Linked DNA regions of Mus musculus: regions 1, 2 and 4 are each linked to region 3. Evidence: chromatin contacts called from public HiChIP or PLAC-seq data. All regions are on one chromosome and are shown on one strand. Each heading gives the region's core, a stretch centred on a gene start, on an enhancer-like site or on the middle of the called end of the contact. The rest is flanking DNA. Distances are from core to core; before and after follow the strand shown.

Region 1 (2,700 bases), core at 73-2,572, 400 kb after region 3:
GGATAAACAACTAAACACCACGCTTCCTCACTTCAAACCATCAAAGTTTCAACAAGGAATATTGTCCATCTACTCGCAGATAAGAACACTGAACCCAGAGGATGTAGATACATTACGATAGTACAATTTGTTTTATTTGTGACTTTCAAATAAATAGAATATAAGCATTAGATGAAAATTGGCATCTCTGTTTTGCCCAGGTCCATGAGTTGGTTAACCACATTCACAAGCTGCTCGTTCTTCCCAGCACTTATCCTCATCCTCTGAGAACATCCTGAGACTAAAACTTCTAGAAAGGTTTCTGCATGTTTGTGAGTATAACTATTGAGAGAGATCATGTGGAAGACTTTTCTTTTTGCAAAATTTTAACATTTGTTTCGACGTACTTCATAACCGTTTCACTGAAACTGATTAACAAAATGAGTCAGCAAATTTATCTCCAAATACATGTTCTGAGGAAAAATATTAGGAAGAAAAGAAAAAAAGACTCACATGATTACCCGGTTTGTATCTCCTTCTGCCTTAAGTAGGAGGGTCTGTAGAGACTATCCTTGCCTTAGAAAACGATAAAAATTTCACACAAAACATATTACCACATGTATGAAGGTCAAGAACACAGGAAATCCTATACTTATGTTTTATTTGTGACTTTCAAATACATATGCACACTAATTTTCATCACAGCAAATAAGAATGGGACATCCAAAAGGAGACTTGATCGTTATTTCTACTTAATTCACTTAAGGCTTTTTGTTTGTTTGTTTTAATTTGATTTTTAAAAGGGTCACATACATACATGTTCAGTGGGCTTTGAACTCTTTTGAAGCCATTGGCAGATGAAACCAATATATTATACAAATACTAATTTCATTATTGCTCTTTTCTTTATTATAATCATTTTCCCCAATGGAAAAAAATTAAGCAAATAACTGTACATCTGGAGAGCTTGTGTTTTTATTAGTGTTTTAATGATGTTCATGAAAAAGACTGAAAACTCATAAACTGTCTACTGGAAATACATAACATATGACAATATTTCAAGGGGCTTTTTTTTTAACCACTCTAAAAGCTTTCTTTATGGCATCATTAAAACTTAAAAATATAAATTTCTCATCAGAAAAAGTAAATCCCTAAAGAGTTTCTGTGCAGGATAGCCTAAGCGTGTGAAATAAGCCTTTGTTCTTGGGCTTCACTTTGGCAAATTCTCTTGGTTGGGCTCTTGTTCCCTAGACAACTAGCTAATGAAAATATATATATTGAAGTTGAGATGACAAAGAGGCCAGCCCGGGGAAATGAGCTTCCTTTTCTCACTCGCTCAGCAGTTCTTCCTCCGGGATGGGAGCATCTGGCCTGACTGATTCAGCTGCTTCCACCTGCCCAGAGGCGGTTTATAATCTAATTTCTAATCTAAACCCAGGGTATCACAGCTGTGGAGACTCTCAGGCAACCTTCTAGTGAAGAATTGCTTTGCTTTTGTTTGAGACTAGAGTGATCGCTGGAGTTCCCAGCAATCTCGCTATTGGGTTTTAGAGTAGAAACAAAGGCCCACACCCCTGGGAACCCAGGGCTCTGCTGTGAGCCCGAGACAGGACAAATTGAGGACATGAGAAGGAAAAGAACTCTCTCGTTCTGGGGTCTCGTTAAAGCCTTTTGTCGGCTTCCAACATAGAGTTAATATATGTCTTTCAAATATAGACTTCATATTTTTAAATAACACTGAATTGAGTTTAAGGCTTCCTTTCTTTCCCCCAGACATCCCCTGAGAGTCTTAAGCAAAACCTTCATTTCTTTATAGCGGAAGCTCTCCTACCTTCCTCCATAGCTGCATCCCGAAACCTCCACCCTGAACCACCCAGTGATAAGACCAAAACTTAAAACTCCACCAAAATCCTATGTGACACTGTCTTAAAGCAATGAGCTGCTACAATCCCCTAGGGAGCTTGTACTCACACTTGGGTAAGTCTTTTTTTTTTTTTTTTTAATATTTTTTTATTACGTATTTTCCTCAATTACATTTCCAATGCTATCCCAAAAGTCCCCCATACCCTCCCCCCCAACTCCCCTCCCCACCCATTCCCACTTTTTGGCCCTGGCGTTCCCCTGTACTGGGGCATATAAAGTTTGTGTGTCCAATGGGCCTCTCTTTCCAGTGATGGCCGATTAGGCCATCTTTTGATACATATGCAGCTAGAGTCAAGAGCTCCGGGGTACTGGTTAGTTCATAATGTTGTTGCACCCACAGGGTTGCAGATCCCTTTAGCTCCTTGGATACTTTCTCTAGCTCCTCCATTGGGGGCCCTGTGCTCCATCCAATAGCTGACTGTGAGCATCCACTTATGTGTTTGCTAGGCCCCAGCCTAGTCTCACAAGAGACAGCTATATCTGGGTCCTTTCAGCAAAATTTTGCTAGTGTATGCAATGGTGTCAGCGTTTGGAGGCTAATTATGGGATGGATCCCTGGATATGGCAGTCTCTAGATGGTCCATCCTTTTGTCTCAGCTCCAAACTTTGTCTCTGTAACTCCTTCCATGGGTGATTGTTTCCAATTCTAAGAAGGGGCAAAGTGTCCACACTTTGGTCTTCGTTCTTCAGTTTCATGTGTTTTACAAATTGTCTCTTATATCTTGGGTATACTAAGTTTCTGGGCTAATATCCACTTATCAGTGAGTACATATCATTTGAGTTCTTTTGTGATTGTGT
Region 2 (2,700 bases), core at 43-2,542, 340 kb after region 3:
TTTTAATGATTTCCTTCACTAACTAAGCTTGTCTGCTCTAGAACTTGTTCTGTAGACCAGGAAGACCTTGAACCTCAGACATCTGCATACCTCTGTCTCCTGTGTGTTGAAATTAAAGAGGTATACAACATGGATTGAAGCTTTTCTTTATTTATTTTTTCATAAGATGGAACCTTAGCAAATGGGATCTTGTCCTGAGGCATCACTCCCTTAATTCCATTTAATATTTTTAATCTGTTTATCTCTTTGAACTCAGGATTTAGCTACATTCCTGGTTCCCCGTTAGCACTTGTACAATACATTTTGTACTTTTCCTTTCTTGTTACATTTCATCAAATTTATCTTCATAAAAGTGAACCATAGTCTATGCTAGGCTGTTTTGAGATTTCTTTTGCTAATGCAATTAATAAAAAAACAACAAAAAAAAAAAAACAAAACTCTTCACCTTAGCCTCAGGCAAACTCTTAAGACAAGAGCAAAAAAGCAGCCACATTTTTCACCAAAATATTATAAGAATAATCTCTAGGCAACAAACTAAAATTCTTCTCAATTGAAAATTCTTAAACCAGGTTCACATAGTTTAAATTATCATCAATACCACTGTCTTCCATGTTTCTACTAGTATGGCCCAATAAACCCCATTTAAAGTATTCCACTATGTTCCTAATCCAAAGTCCCAAAATTCCTCTAAACCAAAGCATTATTAGGCCTATCACAGCAATACCCCAGTTCCTGGTATCAACTTCTGTCTTAGGGTTTTATTGCTGTGAAGAGACACCATGACCAAGACAACTCTTCTACACATTTTAAAAACATTTTGAGGGGGCTGGCTTACATTTTCAGAGGTTTAGTCCCTTATCAGCATGGTGGGAAGCATGGCAGAATGCAGACAAACTCAGTGTTAGAGAAGAAACTGAGAGTTCTACATTTTGATTCACAGGCAACAAGGAGAAGATAGTGTCTTCTACACAGGGTGTAACTTGCGTGTATATGACACCTCAAAGCCTACCTCCACAGTACAACATTTCCTCCAACAAAGTTACACCTATTTCAACAAGGCCACACCATCTAATAGTGCCACTCCCCGCAGGCCAAACATTTAAACACATGAGTGTATGGGAGGGGCATACCTATTCAAACTCCTACAACCATCATATTGTAAAGACAAACTAGGCTCATTCTTATTTATGACTAAGTCTCTGTTTCTCAAGAACTGGGCTATGTCCCACCTGTAACCTCAGCTACAAATGGTTCTGTACTGCCTGTTTCAGGAAACCGCAACCACATTTTGTTTCAAAACCATCTTGAAAGCATACCTTTGTTTCAAAAGATTGTGATGACTATCTTGTTAGGACCATCTTGCTATCATGTCTGTGTTTCAGGAGATCATTATGACTAACTTGTTACGTTTATGTTCTGCTCCGGTATCCCTGTCTATTTTGCCTATTTGGAAACCCCCTACCTCTGAGCTATGCAACCTTGTCATCTCACATCCAATGCTGATTTCTTAAACCTTACCTTAGGGGGAGGTAGATCTTGAGAGTTTAAAAAGCCTGCTCTAATTACTTACTTCCTTGATTTAATTAATTGGAGCATGATGATTTGGATCTGTGGTATTCCTCCTAGAAACTTTGGGATTAACATCTGTTCTAGTGAGATAGGTAAAATAAAATATTCTCTTGTTTTCTTTTGCTCAGATTTCTGCCTTCTGTTCTCCAATAGCCAAAAAGAAAAAAAAAGTGCCTTAATAAAATATGCCTCTAAGTAAACTGATTCAGCAGAAACATGGATATTGGTCTCCAGAACAGATTTCTAGCAAGCCCTACTTTACTCATGAAAAGAGCTGAATAAAAGAATGAAAACAGAGTACAATGCACACAATTATGTTTGCTAAGGTTAGCCTCTGAGGTTAACCATCTACAAAGACAAAAACATATACAAAGTGTTTTAAAAGCAGTCCTTAAGCAGTTCTAAATTTTCTTTTCTTTTTCTTTTCTTTTTCTCTTCTTTTTCTCTTCTTTTTCTTTTCCTTTTTAACAGTTCTCTTAGTCATAGTCCTTTAAAAGCAAAAAGTATTATTTAAGGCAGAATTTACACCCATATATAAATTCATGGGCCTGATAGTATGGTATTATTAAACTTGATACCACTGATATTAACCTAAATGGCACAACATTGAACAAAATATTCAATGAATTCTGGATTATGATAAAATGACTTTATCGTTAATTAATCCAACATCTGGAATTTTCACCAACATTTATTAATTCAGTAGGTTCACACTTGCTAAATTTCAAGAGTTTTAAATAAAATCCCAGACATCCTATCAACTCACTAGGGTAGCACTATAGTTTCACAAAGAGCACTTCAGTCAGAAACAAACAGCAGTCTCAAAGGATCAAGATCCTTGTCTCATGTAAATATAACTAAAGGAACTTGCTAGAGGGAAAATAGAAGAGATTAGTTTAAAGAAACAGAGGCTGAGTACTTCAGATTAATAGAGTTTAATATGTAGAAGTATCTGGGTCAATTATATCAATTGATTAGATTTCCACTGAGAATGCCTCAAAGGTTTAATATTTGCATCAATCATTACATTTACAAAATGGGGAAATAGACAAATTTCTAACATCGAAGTATCTTATAAAGAGTGAAAGCCAGGATTTGCTGGCTTCAGAGTTTCCATCTCAGAATTTCCTT
Region 3 (2,700 bases), core at 78-2,577:
AGCCTTCCTCTGTCTTTCATGTATATTTAACATAGAGTGAATAACCAGTAGCATTCTCTGCCACAAAGATCATGGCAAGTATTAAACTCAACTTTTGAGGAAACCGAGAGACTCTATCAAAGGTGGGGGCTTCGAATTAATCTAAATGAGCATACAGATGAAGAAAAGAGATCCTTTAACAGAGAGGGATCACAAGATGGCACCCATATCCTGACTGTAACAGAACTTAATAAATGTAATGAAATATATTTTAAAAAATATTATTGAGGACATGGAACAGAAAAATGGCAGTTACACTCTATGAAAGCATGTTTGGCCACTAGGAAATACATAGCACAGACAAGGACTATGATGTGGCAGTGTATGCTTTCCAAAGCAGGTAGAACTCAGGAACCCTATCTTTTTCAGTAGTTGGATGAGGTTGTAACGGAGCCTGTGGAGGTTTGAATGACAATGGCTACTCACTCTAGAATCATAAGCTTAACTTGTTCCCTAGTTGGTAGAACCGTATGGGAAGAATAAGGAGGGGTGGCCTTGCTGGAGGAGGGGTTATTCCCTGCTTCCTGCTTGTGATTTTGATATGAGCTATCAGTCTTTCCTGTTGTGATGCCTTAATTCCTCCATCATGAATTCTAACCCTCTTAAATGGTAAGCCTAATTAAATTCTTCATTTTATAAGTTATCTTGGTCTTGGTGTTTTATCATAGCAATGTAGCTATGTAACTAAGGCAGTATCTTAGATTTCTTTCTGATTTTTAAATCAATTAGATATAGCACTTTGGGAAGTCAAAAGCTGTTGCTCATGTTACAATGGCAGAGTACTAATCTGAGGAAGCTCTGACTTTGTTTATACTCTCCAATAATGGACGGTAAACAAGTAATGAGATCTCAAACAGAGCAAATTCTCTAAAATGAACAGGAAGTTTAGTGTGACAGCAGATGTCTGGCACACGTTTCCTAAGTTTGAAACTTAAGCCTAGCAATGGATGGATAAAGAATCCATCCCACTTTCATAGAGACTGTTCTAGTTTCTGTCTTCCTGACAGTTAGGTGAAATCAATTTATCCATAATAAGAACAATATCTCAAAAATAAAACTAAACAAAACCAATCTATCAGTAGAGACATATATAGTCATTAAATTATATTCCATGTTCCCTCTAACAAATTCTTCATGGCTTCATTTTTTAATGATGAAGAAATTGACCCTGGAACGGGATCCAACCACAGCAGATGCATTTACAAGAAAACACAGAGGCTTCAGTGTAGGCTGCGTGTGGTGCAGAAGGCAGGAAACATCTGTGAGCACAGGAGAACTGTGGAGCTGTGGTTGGCTGACTCTGCCAGCTTTCCATGGGGTCTCATTCACTGCAGCCTGACGAAGAGTCTTTATTATGTACCACTTCATATGGACCACATAGTGGTGGGCCTCCCCACCCTGGCCAGATGCCTAGTTGCGACAGCTCTGCCATGGTTTCTAGGCAAGTCCTGGTGAATATTCTCACCCACAGTTCATCTGGATTCTCATGAGAATCTTGAGACTGAATGGTTGAAAATCAGTTTAGACACACATTTCTCCTCCTAGTATAGTTAACAATCATGTATTATTGAAATAAAACTGTCTCAGATACATAATATTAAATTCTCAAGATTTCCATACCTAATTCCTTCCAAAAAATTAAAAACAAAACTCAGTATGAAAAAAATATTAAAAATAAAGATTTTTATCAAAAATAAACATACTTTCCCTTAAAAATGTTCTTCTCGTTTTCCTTTTAGGCAATGTTAAATTTTAGTTAGGCCACAACAGACTTCAGTGGAAAGAGTAATAGAACATTATCTAGGATACTACACACACCTGTTTTCAGGTACATGTGTAAATGCAAAGCAGAATTTATGGAGTCATTTGTATAGCACATGGTAGACAAAGGCAAATTAAATATGCACACTCTTAAGATTTAAATCTTTACAATCCTAGGAGCTCATAGGTGCCTTACGTTGCAGGGATGTTTATATACATTCACCAAAAGCATTATTTTTGCCTTATTTTACTTTTCCTCAATTGAATTTTCTTCTCCCTTTCTCTTTGTGTCCCTTTTTCCTGTCCTCCTCTCTCTATCTCCTCCTCTGCTCCTCTTCCTGGCTCTTGCATTTCTTGAGCAACTGCTGTACCTTGGAGACTGAGTGAGGTGCTGATGCTAGAGCATGGGGAAAGATGCTCATTCAGCCTTTCAGCAGCTGGCAGCTTGGAGAGTGATGCTGATGCACAAATAAAAGAAAACTTAAAACGAGTAAGAGGCAGATTGCAACAGAGGTATGGAGAGAAACATCCCAGGGAAGAAATGCCACAGTGCCACTTAGGAGAAGTAGTAGCAATTTATAAAGAAAACGTAGCTATTATTATAAACTACAAGATAGAGAAAGAGCAGTTCAGATTAAAGTAAGTTAAGTGTAGCTGTTGCTGGTGGCACATGCCTTTGATCCCAGCACTTGGGAAGCAGAGGCAGGTGGATCTCTGTTAGTATGAGGCCAGTCTGGTTCACAGAGCAAGTTCCAGGATATCTAAGGCCACTCAGAGAAACCCTGTCAAAAGGAAAACAAAAAACAAAAAACAAACAAACAAACAAACAAAATGGGGGAGGGGGCAAAGGTAAGTATGTGTAAGAGATTGTCTCCTTATCAATAAATGTGGGTTTTCCCA
Region 4 (2,700 bases), core at 172-2,671, 460 kb after region 3:
AATGAAAGTGTCACATCTCAAAATAACGTAGAAACATAAATTTTATGTGTAAATGTATATTGACATAAATGCCACCAGGAGTGTATTTAACACTAATAAAGGGTGGTTGCTAATTCATAAAATAAAACAATTTTCAATAGTAGTGTGGAACCAATAAAGCTGAAAAGGAGAGGGGCAAGTAGAAGCCATGGCCAGGGAGAAAAACATAATCTCTGTATGGCACAGTCTCAGAACTGTAGCACTCGCAGTACACTGTTTGGATCTGTGAGTTTTACATCCTCACAGTTAACAAACCATGGATGAAAGAGTCTTTAAAAACAACAAAGGAGTTTACATCTGTGCAGAACATGTGCAGATGGTTTTTCCTGTCATTGTTTCCTAAACAGTTCAATATAACAACTATTTGATAACATTTGCATTGTACTCACTGCTATAAATCAGCCTCAGATGGCCTAAAGCATGTGGAGATATGTGCTTGCATTATCTGTGAAACTAGACTATTTTATAGGAGACTCATCACCCATGACGCTGGTGTCTATGGGGGTTCTCAGAAGCAATCTCTCTCTCAGACATAAAGGAATGCCAGTCTTTATTTTCAGTTTTGGAAACCAATCACATTTCAGACCAAAGAAGGATGGAAAATCAGACATGATTTTAAAAGGCATCTACCTGAGGGATAAGGCTAACCCTTCAGCTATCTGAAATACTTCTGACTAGAGCTCGCTACAAACCTTCAGCATCTATATACATTTAAGAAAAAAAAAAAAAACTAGGATGTCAGATTTCTGAAATTGCTGCCCAAGGGAGGTCTAAAAACAAAATTTAAAGTTCAGCGAACTGTTTCATTGACATCTTTTTCTACTAGTACCTTTTCAAATGGAAAGTATCAATTTCTCCAAAAGTCAGAAATAGTTCACTAAAATCTTATTTTATTTTTTTCTTGGACAACTTTATAACTTCAACCAGCACCTACCAAACTCACATTTTAGGAAACTCTTTGTTTTCTTCTGTTTCCGTGTACTTATTTAGGTCAGGGATAGTACACATCACTACATGGGGATGGAGATCAAAGGGTATCACTGGTATGAGTTCTTTCTTTTCACCACATGGATTTCTAGAACTGAACTCATGTTGTTAGGTTTAGTTGCTCTGACAGATTGGTCCTGGAGAGACACAGGACATGAGCCTATTAACCCCAGCTAGGGAACTTATAACTAACCAAAGATTGGAGGCACCAAAGTCAGACTTAGTGAGCCAATGAGTTTTGTTGGGGATACCTATGGGGACATGGGTAAGAGTTCACTTGCAGAAGTAAAAATGACTCAAAGACAGATGAATTTCCAACGCCCACCACATCATGGGTTACAGCTCATTGGAGCTTGAAACCTCAAGCATATTGTGCAGCCTATAGAGCACACAAGAGGTTAGATTGTATCCTTTTCAGGTGAGATTACTGACTCATTCTGAGTGTCTTCTAGGCAACTCATTTAGCCTGTTTCTTTGAGGCAGTTCTGCTGGTCTTTGCTTCTTACACTCAGGCTTATCTGAGAATCTTCTCTGCAGCTTGGCCTGTCTGAGAGTGATTCTCATAGTCTCTATTGTTTATGTTCCCTTGGGGAAAAAACAGTACCATGGAGTGAATCTGCTCAGTTTTAGGAACTTCCTGAAACAGTTGGCTGTTTACTTCCTGCTCTGAGAGCTTTATTTAATAATGGAATGTTTCAACCTTAGAGTAAACTGTTACACAACGGTCAGTTGTACCTTTTCTCAGAAGCCATTTTGTCTACCTGTTTTAGGTAATTTTTTGAGTGTTTTTGAGATTATAATATTACATAATTTTTCTCTTCCCCTCTCCAAACGCTCCCATATAACCCTCCTTGTCTCTTTCAAATTCACCAGCCTTAGAAAGGCAGAGGCAGATGGATCTTTGTGAGTCTAAGGCCAGCCTGGTGTTCAGAACAAGCTCCAGGTTAACCAGGACTGCACACAGAGATCTTTTCTCACAACAAACCAACCAACTGAGGTAATTCTTAAGAAGTTAAGTCAGTATTTTCTTATGTAATGGGTTTTTTTCTTCCATTCTAAATTATAATCTGTAACATTGCATTGTAATAATTTAGCCTTCATCTCACAAGTCCCAGTGGTTTTACTCACCTGCATAGCTAGGTAAATACTATAATTACCATTTATTTTTCTAGTAAGTAAATTTAATTTCTCAGGATGAGCTCAGTTTCCCCATGAAACAAAGCAGAAAATACAGAGTTCTTATCTATTCATTTCTCTCCTCCATGGACACAGCTTGTCCACAACTAACATCTTTTATGAGAAGGACACATTTGTTGTCAATGGGCATGCTTTCCAGTCAGCTCTGTGCACAGTCTGTAGATTTTGACAAATGGATAATGGCATGCCCACTGTTCTTTCACTTTGCTGACAGTCCCTGTTCTCTACCTCTTCATCTCTCACATCTACCCCTGGAGAGCACGTATATGTTCTTATTGCCCCCATAGTTTAAGCTTTTCTTGATTATCAGATAGTGTTTGCCCATATTTTTGCATGCGTTTTAGATAATAATCATTTATAGAATAAGTTTTACATGTATTTTCTCTTCATTTTTAATTATTTGTTGTTCTTTATAATTTTTTTATTTTTTGCTTTTTAATAATTACTTTATTATTTTAATTCTCTCCCCACTCTCTT

Evidence for each region. HiChIP or PLAC-seq counts read pairs in DNA pulled down with a chosen protein or histone mark.
Region 1: an H3K27ac HiChIP or PLAC-seq map of T-cell acute lymphoblastic leukemia shows a contact between it and region 3, with 4 times the contacts expected there. The contact joins two enhancer-like sites. A contact is called at or near these places in 1 of 15 datasets of contacts at CTCF or cohesin (pro-B cells) and 3 of 115 datasets of contacts at active chromatin or transcription factors (CD8 T cells, T-cell acute lymphoblastic leukemia and differentiating embryonic stem cells).
Region 2: a contact with region 3 is called in an H3K27ac HiChIP or PLAC-seq map of T-cell acute lymphoblastic leukemia, with 5 times the contacts expected there. The contact joins two enhancer-like sites. A contact is called at or near these places in 1 of 484 Hi-C or Micro-C datasets (bone marrow-derived macrophages) and 4 of 115 datasets of contacts at active chromatin or transcription factors (CD8 T cells, T-cell acute lymphoblastic leukemia, large pre-B cells and 1 more).
Region 4: a contact with region 3 is called in a RAD21 HiChIP or PLAC-seq map of pro-B cells, with 7 times the contacts expected there. The contact joins two enhancer-like sites. A contact is called at or near these places in 1 of 15 datasets of contacts at CTCF or cohesin (pro-B cells) and 1 of 115 datasets of contacts at active chromatin or transcription factors (large pre-B cells).

Annotation. Positions count from the first base shown.
Region 1 is chr16:51,750,694-51,753,393 of GRCm38.p6, forward strand. No RefSeq gene overlaps it. Among named protein-coding and RNA genes, the nearest start is that of Gm29686, 240 kb to the right of the region's middle. Within about 2 kb of position 1,323, at least 21 of the 459 cell types and tissues checked have an H3K27ac peak or open chromatin away from gene starts, as enhancers often do. A contact at or near this core is called in T-cell acute lymphoblastic leukemia, where this site is marked.
Region 2 is chr16:51,689,754-51,692,453 of GRCm38.p6, forward strand. No RefSeq gene overlaps it. Among named protein-coding and RNA genes, the nearest start is that of Gm29686, 300 kb to the right of the region's middle. Within about 2 kb of position 1,293, at least 31 of the 459 cell types and tissues checked have an H3K27ac peak or open chromatin away from gene starts, as enhancers often do. A contact at or near this core is called in T-cell acute lymphoblastic leukemia, where this site is marked.
Region 3 is chr16:51,350,989-51,353,688 of GRCm38.p6, forward strand. No RefSeq gene overlaps it. Among named protein-coding and RNA genes, the nearest start is that of Gm32431, 300 kb to the left of the region's middle. Within about 2 kb of position 1,328, at least 33 of the 459 cell types and tissues checked have an H3K27ac peak or open chromatin away from gene starts, as enhancers often do. A contact at or near this core is called in T-cell acute lymphoblastic leukemia and pro-B cells, where this site is marked.
Region 4 is chr16:51,812,735-51,815,434 of GRCm38.p6, forward strand. No RefSeq gene overlaps it. Among named protein-coding and RNA genes, the nearest start is that of Gm29686, 170 kb to the right of the region's middle. Within about 2 kb of position 1,422, at least 4 of the 459 cell types and tissues checked have an H3K27ac peak or open chromatin away from gene starts, as enhancers often do. A contact at or near this core is called in pro-B cells, where this site is marked.